5 separate regions of the Mus musculus genome follow, and regions 2, 3, 4 and 5 are each linked to region 1. Evidence: chromatin contacts called from public Hi-C, Micro-C and promoter capture Hi-C data. All regions are on one chromosome and are shown on one strand. The core of a region is the stretch at or near the end of the contact, and the rest is flanking DNA. Distances in the headings are between cores, read along the strand shown. Region 1 holds the start of Bahd1 (bromo adjacent homology domain containing 1). Region 2 holds the start of Spint1 (serine protease inhibitor, Kunitz type 1). Region 3 holds the start of Gchfr (GTP cyclohydrolase I feedback regulator). Region 4 overlaps Bub1b (BUB1B, mitotic checkpoint serine/threonine kinase). Region 5 holds the start of Bub1b (BUB1B, mitotic checkpoint serine/threonine kinase).

Evidence for each region. Promoter capture Hi-C pulls out the DNA fragments that hold promoters and counts their contacts. A called contact is a pair of places that touch in the nucleus more often than the background predicts.
Region 2: a contact with region 1 is called in a Micro-C map of embryonic stem cells, with 5 times the contacts expected there. The contact joins the promoter of Spint1 here to the promoter of Bahd1 in region 1. A contact is called at or near these places in 1 of 484 Hi-C or Micro-C datasets (embryonic stem cells), 3 of 115 datasets of contacts at active chromatin or transcription factors (bone marrow-derived macrophages, embryonic stem cells and pancreatic cancer cells) and 1 of 9 other capture datasets (liver).
Region 3: a promoter capture Hi-C map of 3T3-L1-derived adipocytes shows a contact between it and region 1, with 2.8 times the contacts expected there. The contact joins the promoter of Gchfr here to the promoter of Bahd1 in region 1. A contact is called at or near these places in 5 of 39 promoter capture datasets (the 3T3-L1 cell line, 3T3-L1-derived adipocytes, the C10 cell line and 1 more), 3 of 484 Hi-C or Micro-C datasets (the G1E-ER4 cell line and embryonic stem cells), 3 of 115 datasets of contacts at active chromatin or transcription factors (memory CD8 T cells, microglia and pancreatic cancer cells) and 1 of 9 other capture datasets (adipose tissue).
Region 4: a contact with region 1 is called in a Hi-C map of B cells, with 6 read pairs. The contact joins the enhancer-like site here to the promoter of Bahd1 in region 1. A contact is called at or near these places in 12 of 39 promoter capture datasets (the C10 cell line, the HPC-7 cell line, cranial neural crest and 7 more), 1 of 15 datasets of contacts at CTCF or cohesin (the NIH/3T3 cell line), 18 of 484 Hi-C or Micro-C datasets (the 4T1 cell line, B cells, CD4 single positive thymocytes and 12 more), 18 of 115 datasets of contacts at active chromatin or transcription factors (the 230-238 cell line, bone marrow-derived macrophages, craniofacial prominence and 13 more) and 3 of 9 other capture datasets (adipose tissue, embryonic stem cells and liver).
Region 5: a contact with region 1 is called in a promoter capture Hi-C map of 3T3-L1-derived adipocytes, with 9 times the contacts expected there. The contact joins the promoter of Bub1b here to the promoter of Bahd1 in region 1. A contact is called at or near these places in 12 of 39 promoter capture datasets (3T3-L1-derived adipocytes, the HPC-7 cell line, the SN4741 cell line and 9 more), 8 of 115 datasets of contacts at active chromatin or transcription factors (bone marrow-derived macrophages, embryonic limb bud, embryonic stem cells and 5 more) and 4 of 9 other capture datasets (adipose tissue, liver, macrophages and 1 more).

The regions. Positions count from the first base shown.
Region 1 is chr2:118,900,333-118,903,032 of GRCm38.p6, reverse strand. Bahd1 (bromo adjacent homology domain containing 1) reads right to left here and starts at 1,418. Exons shown (of 7, transcript NM_001045523.1): 1 at 1,276-1,418. Gm32957 (a long non-coding RNA gene) reads left to right here and starts at 1,853. Exons shown (of 4, transcript XR_003954052.1): 1 at 1,853-2,281.
Region 2 is chr2:119,236,035-119,238,734 of GRCm38.p6, reverse strand. It overlaps Spint1 (serine protease inhibitor, Kunitz type 1), which reads right to left and starts at 1,375. Exons shown (of 11, transcript NM_016907.3): 1 at 1,263-1,375; 2 at 492-1,034. The coding sequence starts at 948.
Region 3 is chr2:119,166,451-119,169,150 of GRCm38.p6, reverse strand. Gchfr (GTP cyclohydrolase I feedback regulator) reads right to left here and starts at 1,363. Exons shown (of 3, transcript NM_177157.4): 1 at 1,278-1,363. The coding sequence starts at 1,313.
Region 4 is chr2:118,619,526-118,622,225 of GRCm38.p6, reverse strand. Bub1b (BUB1B, mitotic checkpoint serine/threonine kinase) reads right to left here. Exons shown (of 23, transcript NM_009773.3): 10 at 1-91. Among named protein-coding and RNA genes, the nearest start is that of Bub1b, 23 kb to the right of the region's middle. Within about 2 kb of position 1,430, at least 32 of the 459 cell types and tissues checked have an H3K27ac peak or open chromatin away from gene starts, as enhancers often do. A contact at or near this core is called in the 4T1 cell line, B cells, CD8 T cells and 4 more, where this site is marked.
Region 5 is chr2:118,596,834-118,599,533 of GRCm38.p6, reverse strand. Bub1b (BUB1B, mitotic checkpoint serine/threonine kinase) reads right to left here and starts at 1,323. Exons shown (of 23, transcript NM_009773.3): 1 at 1,073-1,323. The coding sequence starts at 1,086.

The DNA.
Region 1 (2,700 bases), core at 169-2,668:
GACATCCCAGGTGGAGTTAAACCTCTACCGAGAGGCAGACTTGCTGAAAGCCTCACTGCTAGCAGGCTCCGCTCGCCTCTGTGAGTCCACCAGCCCATTCGCCACCGGCCAGGGCACTCGGTGCGCACACCCCTCAACCCTGCCCCTCCGCCTTGGCTAAGTCGACCCCACTCTTCCCGGAGCCGCGAGGATATCTGCGGCTACAGACCAGAGCCAGTGCCGCAGCTCCTCCCGGTGGACGCCCCGGCCCCCGCAGTCCCCAGGGCAGAGTCCGGCCCCGTGCCCGCCCCTTGGGGTGGGTGCCCCGGACTCGCTCCCCTCCCCGATACCACTACCTGCGCCCGCTCGGGCGCCGCCTTTGTCCGGCTCTTCACCGCCGAGCGGGCCCCTTGGGCCCGACCTGACCCGGTCCACGGCCCCAGAGGAGAGGCGGCGGGACTGGCAGGGCACAACCAGGCCAGGCCTGGAGCACCGGGTCCCGCTGTCACTTGGAGGCGGTCTGACAACTTCGATTCCCCCCGCCCCACCTCGGACTCGGCCGCCGCCCCGCACGGTCCCCACAGGGCCTCCCGCGGCCCACACTCGCTGTTCGAACCGGTCCCCTTCCGTCTTCGGCGCCTCCCTTCCTTCAGCCCGACCCGATCGAGTCCACACTACCCCTCGCCCTGACGCGGCCCCCATCCCCATCCCCCCTCCGGCAATTGCCGGTCAGCTCCCAACCCGGGAGGGCGCCCCCCACCCCGAGAGGGCGCTCCCGCGGCGACGCCCCCAGCCGCGGCCCCTAGCCTCCGGGACCACGATGGGGGAGGGGGCTTGGCGGGGGCCTTGCCGCCCGCGCACTCGGAGGCGAGCCGGCTCCGCCGCGGCGAGGAAGCACCCCGCGTCCTCCCGCCCTCCGTAGCCCGGGACGCCCGCGCCGCCGCCGCCCGGCCAAGCTGCCACCCTGCGGCCGCCACCCACCCCGCCCCCGGCCTGCGAGGCGGGCGCCCCCCGGGGGCTGTCACCTCGAGGCGCGCAATGCTCCCCGATGGCGGGACCGCAGCGCCGGACCCGGGGGAGGGAGGCGGCGCGCGCGGGCGGGCAAGCAGCCGCACCTGCTTCTTGTCGTCCGTCCGTCCCTTCCCGGGGCTGGCGGGGGCGGCGGCGCGGCGCGCTCGGCGGGGCGCGCTGACGGGCGGCCGGTCCTCTCCCTTTTGCTAGTCCGCCTACCTAGCTCGCTCGCTCTCGCTCGTTCGCCCTCCCCTACCCCCTCCTGGATCCCGGCTCCTAGCTCACCGGGACGAGAGGCGCGGACGGCGCGGCTTCGGGCGCCCGCAGGCCCTGGCCGGGCTGGAATCCGGCGGCTGGAACCCCCCGGGGGCGCTCAATTCCCGGGCTCCACGCTGCTGCGTCAGCGCCTCCTCCTGGGGGCCGGGGCCGGGCAGGCGGAGCGGGGGCCGCGGTCGGGCGGGGCCGTCGGGGGGGGCGGGCGCGCCTGGCCGGGGCGGGCGGACGGCTAGGGCCGGACGGGCGGGGCAGGCGGCCGGACGGGCGAGCAGCGGGGGCCGGGCTCCGGGATCCGCTACGCCGCTCGCGGTTCCCCCACAAACTCCCCGAGAGCGGAGCCTCCGCCGCCCTCCTTCCTGCTTCCTCGTCCTCAGCCAATCAGCGGCGCGCCCCTCGGCAAGCTCCGCCAATCAGCCGCCCCGCCCTGCGCTGGCCCCGCCAGCCAATCCGGCCCTCGGCTCCCCCTCCCGGTCTCCAACCAATCAGAATCGTGGGTCGGTCGTCCCGACGCAGGGGGCAGCACGAGGCGGCCGGGGGAGGCGGTGCGGGGAGTGGTGGGGCCTGGGGGGAGGGGTACGGTGCCAAGGGTGGTGGCGGGGGATGATTTTCTTTGCCGGCTTCTTGTATTTTCTCCTGGTCTTTGGAGCCTGAGCCAGTATCCCATGGTGACCTGACCCTGAAGCCCCAGCACCTCACTGCAGACCCCCACCCTGAAAAATCTTAGCGCGCCCCCTCCCTGACCATCACCCTTCTACATCCCTCTTTCCTCGTAACCTCTCCAGCACCGGCTACAGTAAACTGAGGGTCGAGGGGGCACCTCACCCTCAGGCTGCTGCCCCCATGGCAAAGCTTCGGGAAGACCAACCGAAAAATTCAAGCAAGAACAACACCCCCTTTCCTCCTGAAAGGGCCCCAGACTCGCGCGAAAGGGCCCCGACTCCTGAGAAGCCCCTCCCGCCCTTGCCTCATCTTTCCGACTTCCCTGCTTGCCACGTCTCCTTTCCTTCCTAGCAAGGTCGGTCCTGGCTCGGTAACCCCTCACCCGCATCTCTTTTTCCTCTTTCTGTCCTTCACCTAACGCCCCCCACCCCAGTTCCCAATTCGCCCTCTTTCAGAAGCCAAGTGTGGAACCCTCATCCATTTCCAGCTGACAGCAGAGTCTGGTCTGTGAGTCCTTGACACCCACACACCCTCTTCCACCACCGCGGGGAACATCAGAGCTCTCCGGTGGAGAGGGAAAGGGGCGGGCAGCCCAACAGGCGCGGCTGGACACACTCCTTCGCGTCCCCAAGCTAGTGTAGAACCAGTGCAGACACTTACCTAGCTTCCCCATAGTCGCCTTATGCTGTGGCTCCGTCTCTCACACCCACAGACGTGCTTTTCCAAGCCTGAGCACGCTCTCGGGGTCAGCTGGGTGGGTGGGCACAGCAGGCT
Region 2 (2,700 bases), core at 126-2,625, 340 kb before region 1:
TGTATTGTCTGGAGGCCTGGTTATATCATTGGTCCCACCTGCAAAAGGCCAATCTATTCCCAGGGCAGAGACACTAACCTGTACCTTATGCAGCCACCGGAGGAGACCATGGTCAGGCTCATTTTGTCAAGGCCTCAAACGGCCCAGGACAACACTTGGCCAGGATGCCTTTCTAGTAGTCACTTGGGCGCATCAACGTTCCCTGACTTAGCCTATCAGAGACAGAGGTAGCGAAACCTAGAAAGTCACTTCACTTCTCTCATAGGCACATCCTGGGCTAGGCCTTCAACCCCCAACTCTGAACACCCTTCAGGAGCCAGAACCTGAGCCCTGAGATGCCATCCTTCCCCAATCTCCCATCCCCTTTGTTTACAAAATACTGCCTACTTCAAAGGGAGTCGATGGAAGGGCTCTCCTCCCTAACTCCTTTTTGTTGTCTTCGCCAAGCCTCCCTAACCTGCCTAGCCCTTCTGGCCAGCAACTTTCCTCACCTCCAAAGCCTCGAGTCCGCAGCTCGCGGTAGGAGCGGTAAAGCTCCTGAGTAAGATAGTTGATGAAGCCCTCCTTCGGAGCGAACTTGCACACGAAGTTCTGCTCGTACAGGCAGTTCATGAGGAAGCAGGCAGAGATGGCGTCCTCGCCGCCGTCTGGCTGCAGCTCCACCAGCGCCAGGTTGCAGTTCTGAGTGGTGCAGCAGGAGCGCACGCAGTCCCAGCCGCGGCGCGCCGTCGGGGAACCCAGGAAGGTGGCCCCGTTGCTGACTGAGGCTTCGGTGTCCAGCACAAAGGACGGCACCCCGCTGGTAAAGCGGCTCAAGCAGGCGGCTCCCCCGGGAAGCTCAGCGGGTGCGGACGGCAGCTCGGCCTCGGTGGCCTGGAGGCCAAGCGCGCAAAGGAGCCATACGCCGACCGCAGAGATGCTGGCCCGCGCCAGGCGGCGGCCCGCCATCGTGCTCCCAGGGGCCGTCGCCCTCCTCCCCGAGGCGGGGGTCACCTTCACAGTGCGAGCCTCCGGGTTCCGAGGGTGCTTGTGACCTGAGATGGGAGGAGGCAGAGGAGACACACCTGATCAGCTCGGGTAGGGGCGCGGGGCACTGGGAACAAGGAGGCGCACGCAGGACGATCCGCCCACGCACACTCGGACCGGACCGCCGACGTCCGGCAGAGCACCGCTCAGGAGCTCGCGTACCCCAACACAGAGCGGACGTCCGCCAAACATGCCCGGAGCCCGCTGGGCGTCCGCCTACCGTCCGCCCCAGCTACCTGCGCAGGTGAACGGGGTGGGACCGCCGACGATCCCGCCCGGCTTCCGCCCGGCTCTGGCTGCACGGAAGATTGGCTGCCTCCTCCCGGCCTTTCTAGTTTCTGGTGAAACTGAGTCAGAGCGCGGGGCGGGACTGGCATTAACCCCTGCGCCGCCGGCCCCGCCCACGCCGGTTGTACTCCCACCGGTCCTGCCCAGCAGAACTTCCGGCTGGACCCGCCGGGCGGCTCAGCCACCCCAGACCCAGCCGCAGCGCCCGTGGTTTCCGAACGCCCAGCGGCGTGGGTGAGGCCCGCGTGCCCTGGAGGCGGCTCTACCCTGGCTCCACGGAGTCCAGCCACTCGTTGGGTCCCTGAACACCAGAAGTGCGTCCCTAAGCCCACATTGGGCCGCGACACCCCTGCAAGGTGGCGCAGGTGCGGTTGCCTCCGGCCTTCCTTTCCGGTTAGAGCCGGCATTCCCTACCCTTGGCTGGGGGCGTTTGGGAAGGAGTTGGAGGAGAAATGTCGGGGAAAGCTTATGCAAACGATTTCGCTGTCTGTGGCCTGCCCTTGGGACATCATTTCCAGTTTTCCAGTAAGAAGAGAACCCCAAAGTTGGATAGGCTGCGTTTGTGTAAACCAGATCCTGGGATTCGTGCTTCACTGATGCAGCTCAGGACAGCCCTTCCTTCTGCGAGAGTGGACCAACAGGTGATTCCTGGTATCCTGGCTTCCCTGTTTCACCCACAGGAGTGCATTCCCTTTTGTTTGCGCCTCTCCCTCATTCTTGTAAACATTTCCTTTTGAACTCTTCATCTTTTGTTGGTAAATTGTCCCCTTCCCTGAATCTCAGGTTTACTCTCCCATCCCAAGGGGAACTCCCAGTGAGTAGTTGACCACTCTCTTCCACATAAATTCCCTGTTTGGACACCTGGAGGCTCCAGCTCTCTGAAGGGTTCAGTTAATCTCCCACGCAACAGGGAACACCTTCATACCAAGCTCATTGCTTTTCCTAAATGAAAAACACGCAGTCCTTTCTTCACATCCCAGATGTCTACAGGACATCTACACTCCTGTTTTCTTTCAAATTAACTTATTTCTGAGACAAGGCCTTGAAAAGCATCTCTGGTTCTGCATCATTTCCTAGTGTTGCAATTACAGAGATGAGTCACTATATCTGGCAAGATTTGTCTTATTTATGCCCCCCAGCCCCCCAGGAGAGACGGATCAACAGTTCAGAGCAATTGCTACTCTTGTGGAGGACCAGAGTTCAATTCCCAGCATCCACATCTCAGGGCTCACAGCCTCTTGAACTCTAGCTCCAAGGGGTCTGAAACCCTCTTCTGGCCTCCTCAAACACCTGTGCAAATGTGGTATTTATTCACACATACACACACATACACGTATCATAAATATATATATATCTTTAAGACTATAAAACATTTGGCCTAGTGAT
Region 3 (2,700 bases), core at 114-2,613, 270 kb before region 1:
AGGTGGATCTCTTGAGTTCAAGGCCAACTTGGTCTACATAGTTCCAGGACAGATGGGCCTACACAGGGAAATCCTGTCTTGAATTTCCGCTCCCCGCCCCCCCCAAAGGAAAAAAACAGACAGAAAGACAGACAGACAGACAGACAGACAACAAAACCTCCATAATTTAAGAGAACCAAGCCAGGTAGGACATGCCTGGTGGGACATGCCTGTAATCCCAGTAATTGGGAAGCAAGGCTAGCCTCCAATACATAACAAACTGAGGCCAGCCTGTGTTACATGAGACCCTGTCACACACATACACAAAACTTGGAAAGAAGGCTAGTGAGATGGCTCAGCATGTAAGAGCACTGACTGCTCTTCCAAAGGTCCTGAGTTCAAATCTCACATGGTAGCTCACAACCACCCACAATGAAATCTGACACCCTCTTCTGGTGCATCTGAATACAGCTACAGTGTACTGATTTATAATAAATAAATCTTTGGGCCTGAGTGACTGGGGTTGACCGGTCAATTCCCAACAACCACATGAAGTCTCATAACCATCTGTACAGCTACAGTATACTCATATACATAAAATAAATAAATAAAACTCTAAAAAACAAAGAAAGAAAACTTGGAAAGAATTTTAAAAAATTATTTGAGGAGGAAGAGAGGTGAATGTGCCCAGCAATCCAGATTTCAACAACTGTACAGGTTTTCATGGCCCTTTGGGTATTGTCAAGACCTCTCCTGTTTCATGCTGAGCCCACTACTCCTGGCTATCCCCTGGGAGCTAGATTTGTACCTACCGCTGGGCATTGGAATAGGATGGGGTAGCGCGCCCAGCTATTTAGCTGTGGGGGTGGGGGGGCACCAGGTATCCTTTGAAAGGGGATTTGAGGAGACTTATAAAGCAGCCAGTACCACCTCCCTCCCATGTCCCCCCCCGAAACTTCACCTAGAGAAGCGTGACCTCAGACCCCCGCGTGGTGCTCTCCAGGCTGCCCGCAGCCCTCTCCACCTCTAACCCGAATTCTCTCTGCATCAGAACGAGCCCTGCCTGGAGGGGGCTACAGGTGAGCCGCTGTGTGCGCAGCTTAGCTTGGCCTTTGGCGTGCGGGCCCTGGCTGCAGCGCTTGTGAAGCGGGTCGTGGGTGTCCCCGCGGAACTCCCTGCCCATCCAGTCGCCTGACCCTGCCTGGTGTCCGCGCCGCGGGGGCGTGGTAGGCCGGTTGCGGGACCATCAGGAAAGTCCCTTAGAGTGGCTGTCGCTGTCACCCACTCCAGGTACTCACCATACGGATCTGAGTGCTGATGAGCAGATAGGGCATGGTGCGTGGCTGGGGCTGCCCGCGACCACAGTCCCGTTACTCCCTGCTCTGTCCGCGGGCGGCGCTTGGCGGCCGTGCGGACACTGCACGAGCCAATCAGGAGCGCGCGCCGCGGTCCCGCCGCCCCAGAGACCTGGAAGCGGGCGTGTCCCCGCGGACTTCACTAGGAGTTGTGGCCATGGCGTACAGGGTGCCTGTCGCCCCTTTGCCCTCTTCCTGCAATACCTCCATGCTCAGGCTCCAAAGTCCGGCGGATGCCAGTCGGTTTCCGCCTGTCCCTAAAACGTAGCAGAGCGAAAACTGCGCTGAGGACTAAAGGGAAGCGGGGACTGCGTGTCCTCACCAGGACGCGTGCCTTGTGAACTTAAGTGCACGAGGCGAGGCGAGACGCGAGTGTCAGGTCCTGGGCAGTCCTGCGTCCTGGGGTCTGTCCTGGGGTCTGTCATTTTCAAGTGTGGCTGCGGGTCTTTGCATGCCTATCTATGGCCCTGCAAATTAAGTCTGTGCATCATCTACACTCTTGGCTGGGTGCCAGTCCTCTGGCTGTAAAGGCGCGGAACCTGTTCCTCCTGCAGGGAGCCTTGGGAGCACGCGCAGATCACAGGGTAACACCTGAGGCATAGAAACGTCGATCCCTAAGCCTGATGCCCAAGAGAGGGCGGCGAGTTCACAACTAGCTGGTCCACGCCCTCATCTAGAAGTAGACAGGTCAACATTCTTCAACCGACTCATTCTGATTGGTTCCCTAAAAAGCAAAGACGAACAAAATAGTTGCCCTGGAAAAGCATATAACCAGTTGCCCTGGAACACGCCCCGCCCCTGGCCTGGAAACCTGACCTTCTTACCTAACTGGTCTGATGTATTTATATGATCCTCTTCCTGTCCGGCACCAGCTCTCGCACCCCAACAATTAGCGAGAGGGATAAGACGCATCTATGTTTAACAAAGAGCTCGTTAAAGAGGCAGAAAGGGACGTGCTGTAATGCAGAGGTAGAGGGCAAAAACTGAGGTTCTAAATTTAACCCTCAGTCCTGGGACGGTGAAAATAAAAGTCTCATCAGGGAACCTATCAAGAACCCCTACAGGGGCTGGGATGATGCTCCGCTGATTCCATGGTTCGCTGAGTTTGATCCTAAGCTCCGTTGTAAGCCGGAACTGAGAGCTGGGATAAAATAAGCTCTTTTTCCCCTAAGATGCTGGGCTTGTTGTGGTGGTGGTTGTTGTTTGTTTTGAGTATTTTATCTCAGCAACAGGAAGGAAGAGAGAGAGAGAGAGAGAGAGAGAGAGAGAGAGAGAGAGAGAGAGAGAGGCAGAGAGAGAGAGAGACAGAGAGAGAGACAGAGAGAGAGACAGAGACAGAGAGACAGAGAGACAGAGACAGAGAGAG
Region 4 (2,700 bases), core at 181-2,680, 280 kb after region 1:
TGAACAGCCTGCATTGCCTTCAGCCTCCTCTCCATCTCTTCGATCTGCTTCTGCATCTCCTCCCTCTTCTTTGCACTGGTCAACAGCTCGGCTGCAAACAGTGAAATTAGCTGAGCCATTTCTTTTCACGATTCATCCTGTAAAAACTGCCTCTGAGGCTCATACCCTCAGCGTACAAATCAATATTAACGAAAAGGAGCAGTGGAGGAGAACGCCCTCGATTTGAGGTCTGCTTCTCTATTCTTTTATGTATCTAGTCTAGAAAAAGAGGAACAGCTGCAATGCACAGGTACAACGGAAAATAGGTCCCAATGATACCAAGTCCTTGGCCATACGAAGCTAATATCCAAGTATGTCAGGATCACAAAAAGTAATAAGAGAATCATTTAGTGTTCTCAGCTAACTTGGGCTATAAGCAAGACTTTCTCAGAAACGCCAAAAGTATCTATACAACAGGGCATGGAATGCAGCTTAGTTGGTAGCGTGCTTGCCTAGCATGAAACCCTGGGTCTGTAAGAACAAGGCTCAGTGATGCATGCCTGTAAGCTCGGTCCTTGGGAGGTAGAGACAGGAAGATTCAAAGTCAATATCATCCCTAGATACACAGCAGTTCAAGGCCAGACTAAGTTAGTTACAGGAGTAGATTTCTTAAACAAATAAACAAGCAAAACACCCCCCAAACATAGCCCAGTGATAGATCACTTGATTTACAGTGCAAGCCTGAAGCGCAATACTTAGTATAGCAAAAATGTCAAACAGCAACAGTACCAAACGGAGGGTACTTATGGAGATGCTTAGGAGATGAAGATACGCAGGTGGGGCGGAGCGAGGCGGGAGTGATGGTTCAGTGAGCACCGCCTGCTCTTCCAGAGGTCCTGATTCAATCCCCAGCAACCACATGGTGGCTCACAACCATCTGTAATGGGATCCGATGCTCTCTTCTGGCATGCAGGTGTACATGCAGATAGAGCACTCCTATACATAGTAAGTAAATCTTAAAAAAAAAAAAATAAAAGGCCATGTAGGTCATATCTACTAAAAACCAGTGATTTTTTTGATAAAATGCAATGATAAGGCTAAAACTGAATGATGAGGGATCAGTCATATAAAGATTTAGGAGAAGTCTGTCAATACAGGAAGACTACTGTATTGAACAATCCAGGAAAGCCAGCTTGCTTATAGCTTCTCAGAAGGAAAGCAGTAAAAGGTGGGGTTGGAGAGGTAGACATGTGGTATTGTGAAGAAACAGGCACTGGATTTGGCAAAAGGGCCTCTGACGACCATGAACAGAGAGATTACCTATGAGAACACTGGCAATGAGAAGACTGGGAAGTCGGGTTGGGAAGATGGCTCGGTGTGAGTGCGCCTGCCATGCAAGCACGACAGCTGCACTTTAGATGGGGATTCCCCAGAGCAAACTGGCTAGCCACACTAGTCATAGACAAGCTCTCAAGTGATGGAGGGAAAATCCCAGCGTCACACAAATGTGCATGCATATGCATACACGTATATAACAGTAATTTCCAACCCCAATAAGCCCGTATAAAAAACACACAATCCAGTTATTATATTTATACACTATATGCCTAGATTGGGCAGATCTAGCACTATACAAGCTCATTCCTCAGCTATGAGCCTTTGCTACTTGCAGTTTCTTCTGGCCATGTGGTTCTGCTCCATCTTCTTTCTCCTTCCCTTCTTCTGTCCTCCCCTCTCCTTCCTTCTCTCCTTCCACCTTTGTCCTCCACTGTCCAATCACAGGCTCTAGCCTTTATTTGACCAAATAAAATGAGGAAAAGGTTCACACGGGATCCCCAGAGTACAGGATCCATCCACTGCTGGCAGGTGGGAGGGAAGTCCCACCTGAGGAGGCAGAATTAACATCGGAATACAAACAGCACCAGAGCAACCAACAGCATGGGGTGTATGTGCTTGTTTGAATAAGAATGGCTCTGAAAAGCTCCTATATTTGAATGTTAGTCAGGGGGTGAACTTTGGGGTTTCAAAAGACCAAGCCAGGCCCTGTGTCTCTCTCTTCCTGTTGCCTGCAGATCCAGATGTAGACAGGTAGCTCCTTCTCCAGCACCATGTCTGCCTCAGTGCCACCATGCTCTCCACCCTGACAATGGACTAAACCTCTGAAACTGTAAGCAAGCTCCAATTCATTATGTTCTTTTTAAGAATTACTAATGCCTTGGTCATGGTGTCTCTTCACAGAAATAGAACAGTAACTAAGAAAGAATGCAAACCCTGCCCCCTCCCTACAACACACACATACACAGGAGAAGAATAAGAGATGGACAGAAAGATGGCTCAGTGGATAAAAGCCCTTGCCACTCCAAGATGCAGTCCTAACAACCTAAGTTGTCTCCAGAGCCCATGTTACCGTAGAGAAAACTCCACAGTAATGACTTCTGCCCCCCACCCACAGTGCATGCCACGCCCTCCCCTGCCCTGAATAACAGGAGTAAGGTGTTTGTTGTTGCTGTTTGCTTTTTTAAAGAATAGGAAGTTTGCGGGCAGAGGTGGCGCACACCTTTAGTCCCAGCGCTTGGGAGGCAGAGGCAGGCAGATTTCTGAGTTCGAGGCCAGCCTGATCTACAGAGTGAGTTCCAGGACAGCCAGGGCTACACAGAGAAACCCTGTCTAGAAAAAAAAAAAAAAAAAAAGAATAGGAAGTTTGCTCTTTGGGGAAGCAGA
Region 5 (2,700 bases), core at 74-2,573, 300 kb after region 1:
AAAAACAAAACAAAACAAAAATGTATTTATTCTCACCCCCCCCCCCCGCCGTGTGTGTGTGTGTGTGTGTGTGTGTGTGTGTGTGTAAGTCAGGCCACAACCTTAGAGTTGTTTCTCTCCTTCCACCATGGGGTTTCGGGGGTGGGGGAGGGGTGACCAAACAGGTCCTCAGTCTTGGTTAGCAATTATCTCTATCCACAGAGCCATCTCACCTGTCCGTGACTAGTTCCTTCTAGTTCAGACCCAAGTGCCATCTCATCAGGGAGGCCTCTGTTCAAATCTCCCTCTGCCCCGACTCCCCCACCCCCAAGCCTCATTGCTGGGTAATGAACTAAGGCCTTATGTACCTTGAACAAGTGCCCTTCCTGAGTTACATGTCCAAACCCTTCTGAAACCACACTAGTTCTACCTCCAATGCCGTCTTCTCTTGCTTTACACTTGTTAATACTGATTCTATCTGATGTTAAACATGTCTTATTGCCCATCCGCGACACACACCCCGATTCATTCCTCCCCAGAACTTAAGCTTCACAAAGGTTGGGATTTTGTGTCTTTTACTGTTCGCCTTCAGTGCTCAAAATGGTAGTCGATAAATTCTCTTCCATGAATGACAGCTTATGACAGCAATTACCCAGTTATTATAAGTTCCATAATTGAAATGCATCTTAAATTCTAACCTAGAAAAACCCTCTATATTTTATGATGAGGAAAAGCTGCAAGTGCTCTGCTCTTCAGATCCCTAAGCTGCTAGCAAAGTGAGAACACTTATTAGTTGAAAGCAGGTACTTTACAAACATCTTGAATCCTCCCAGAACTCCATAAAGCAGCATTAATATCTGCGTGCCCCCACCCCTCCGTAAACATGTTCAAGGTCAAATAAAAACGGCTGAGGTGAGTTTCAGAACCAGATCATATGGCAAATTCCAAACTCTCCCAGTCTTGCCCCCTGGCTGGATGCAGGGCTCCACGCCGTTGGGAAGGGGGTTTGGGGAGACCTGCTCTTGGCCGACCTCCTCGATCCTCCCCTCGCCAGCCGAGCACCCAGCGGCAGCAATTTGCGTCCGGTCCTTACCTCGCCTCCGCCATCCTGCATTCCCAATACTTGCTCTCGCCCTTCCGCAGACCTTTATCCTCCGAGTGCTAACTGAGTCTCCCTCAACCTTCAGCTGGCTCTGGAGCTGCGAAGATCGTCACCCCGTGCTCCTAAACAAAACCACGCACCCGATTCCTTCTCAGAATAGCCTCCTCACGCCCCCATCACGCACGGGCCGCCAAGTTTCAAATTTAACGTCTCTTGACGCAGACGTAGCCTCGCCGCTCCCCGCTCCCGCTCCTCCCAAAGCATTCTGGGGATTGTAGTGTATCCCGGGTTTAAGCACGCGCTGCGCAATGCACAATGGGAGTTGTAGTTTCAGGTTTGAGGTGCAAGGACCAATGGTTGTCCTAGCACTGCAGCGTGCTCAGGCACTTCGAGTTTGCTCTGTGTTTCCTTTCTAAGACAAGCCTTCGAACCCAGGGAGAGACACTTTATTAACAAGAGGTTCTTTGATGGTTTCAGTTTCATAACGTGTCTTTGAGTACATTACTCTTCTGGGTTGCTCCGAACAATTAACTGTGCTACGCCTAGGTCTTGTCTGAGCCCCAGGTCTTAACACCTGTCCAGGGATCCTTAGGCCACTCTCACCCAGCTGTTTCCTGTGGAAAGACTGTGTTCTCGTTTTTCTCTTTTACACAAGACCTGGTTTAGCACTGCACTTCCTTTCCCCAGCAAGCCCTTTGACCTCTACAACTTCTCAACTTTGACCAACTTCCTTTAAATTCTCTTGGAAGTGTACCATTTGTTCTCTCATGCAGCCTACCAGATGTCCTGTAAACTACGATCTAACACAGAATACAAACAGGGTAAGCGCTTTGCCTGTCTCACTGGAGCTAAAGGCTTGGTAATGCAGGCCTATAGTTCAGCTACTCTGGAGACTGAGATGTGAGGACCAAGACTTCAAGACCATCCAGGGCAACTTTACTTCACAATAAAAAGTTTGCTTTTGTTTTTTGTTTGTTTTTGTTTTTCAAAACAAGGGTTCTCTGTGTAGCCTTGGCTATCCTGGAACTCGCTCTGTAGATCAGGCTATAAAAATAACTTTTATTCTCCTGTTGTGATTGTTGTCTGAGGGGCTTACTGCCTCCATCTGCTGACCTAGATCCACTCCTAGAAAATTCTAGCCTCCATAAGATCTAATCTAGGTCAGCCTCTCAATTTTGTTGAATAAGCTCACCCTTTCTTGTTCTTTCTGAAGTCTACCTGGCTGGTTCAACTCAGCTGTTCTGGCTCAAACTCCTCTCCCAGCTGACTGACTCAATCTGGCTTCTCTCCCAGCCCCTGAATTGCTCTGCTTGGCCTCAAACTCACTCTAGCAGTCTTTTCTATTTCCTAATCTTCTGGCTCTTTCTCAATCTCTTGCTCATTCTGTCTTTACCTGTGTCCAGCTTGTTCTCTTTTCAACCTGCCTCCCTCTCCCTCCCGTGCTGCTCTACTCTCCCTCGCAACAATACTGCACTGCTCTCCAGGACTGCTGTATCCTGTACTACACTCTCTTCCTTACTGCACTGCCTCTCCCTTAAGACTCAATCTTCCCTCCCTCTCTCGTCTCCTTAGAGGTGTACATAGCCCATTCTGTCAAATTTTTCTCCGTTTGTTGGGGC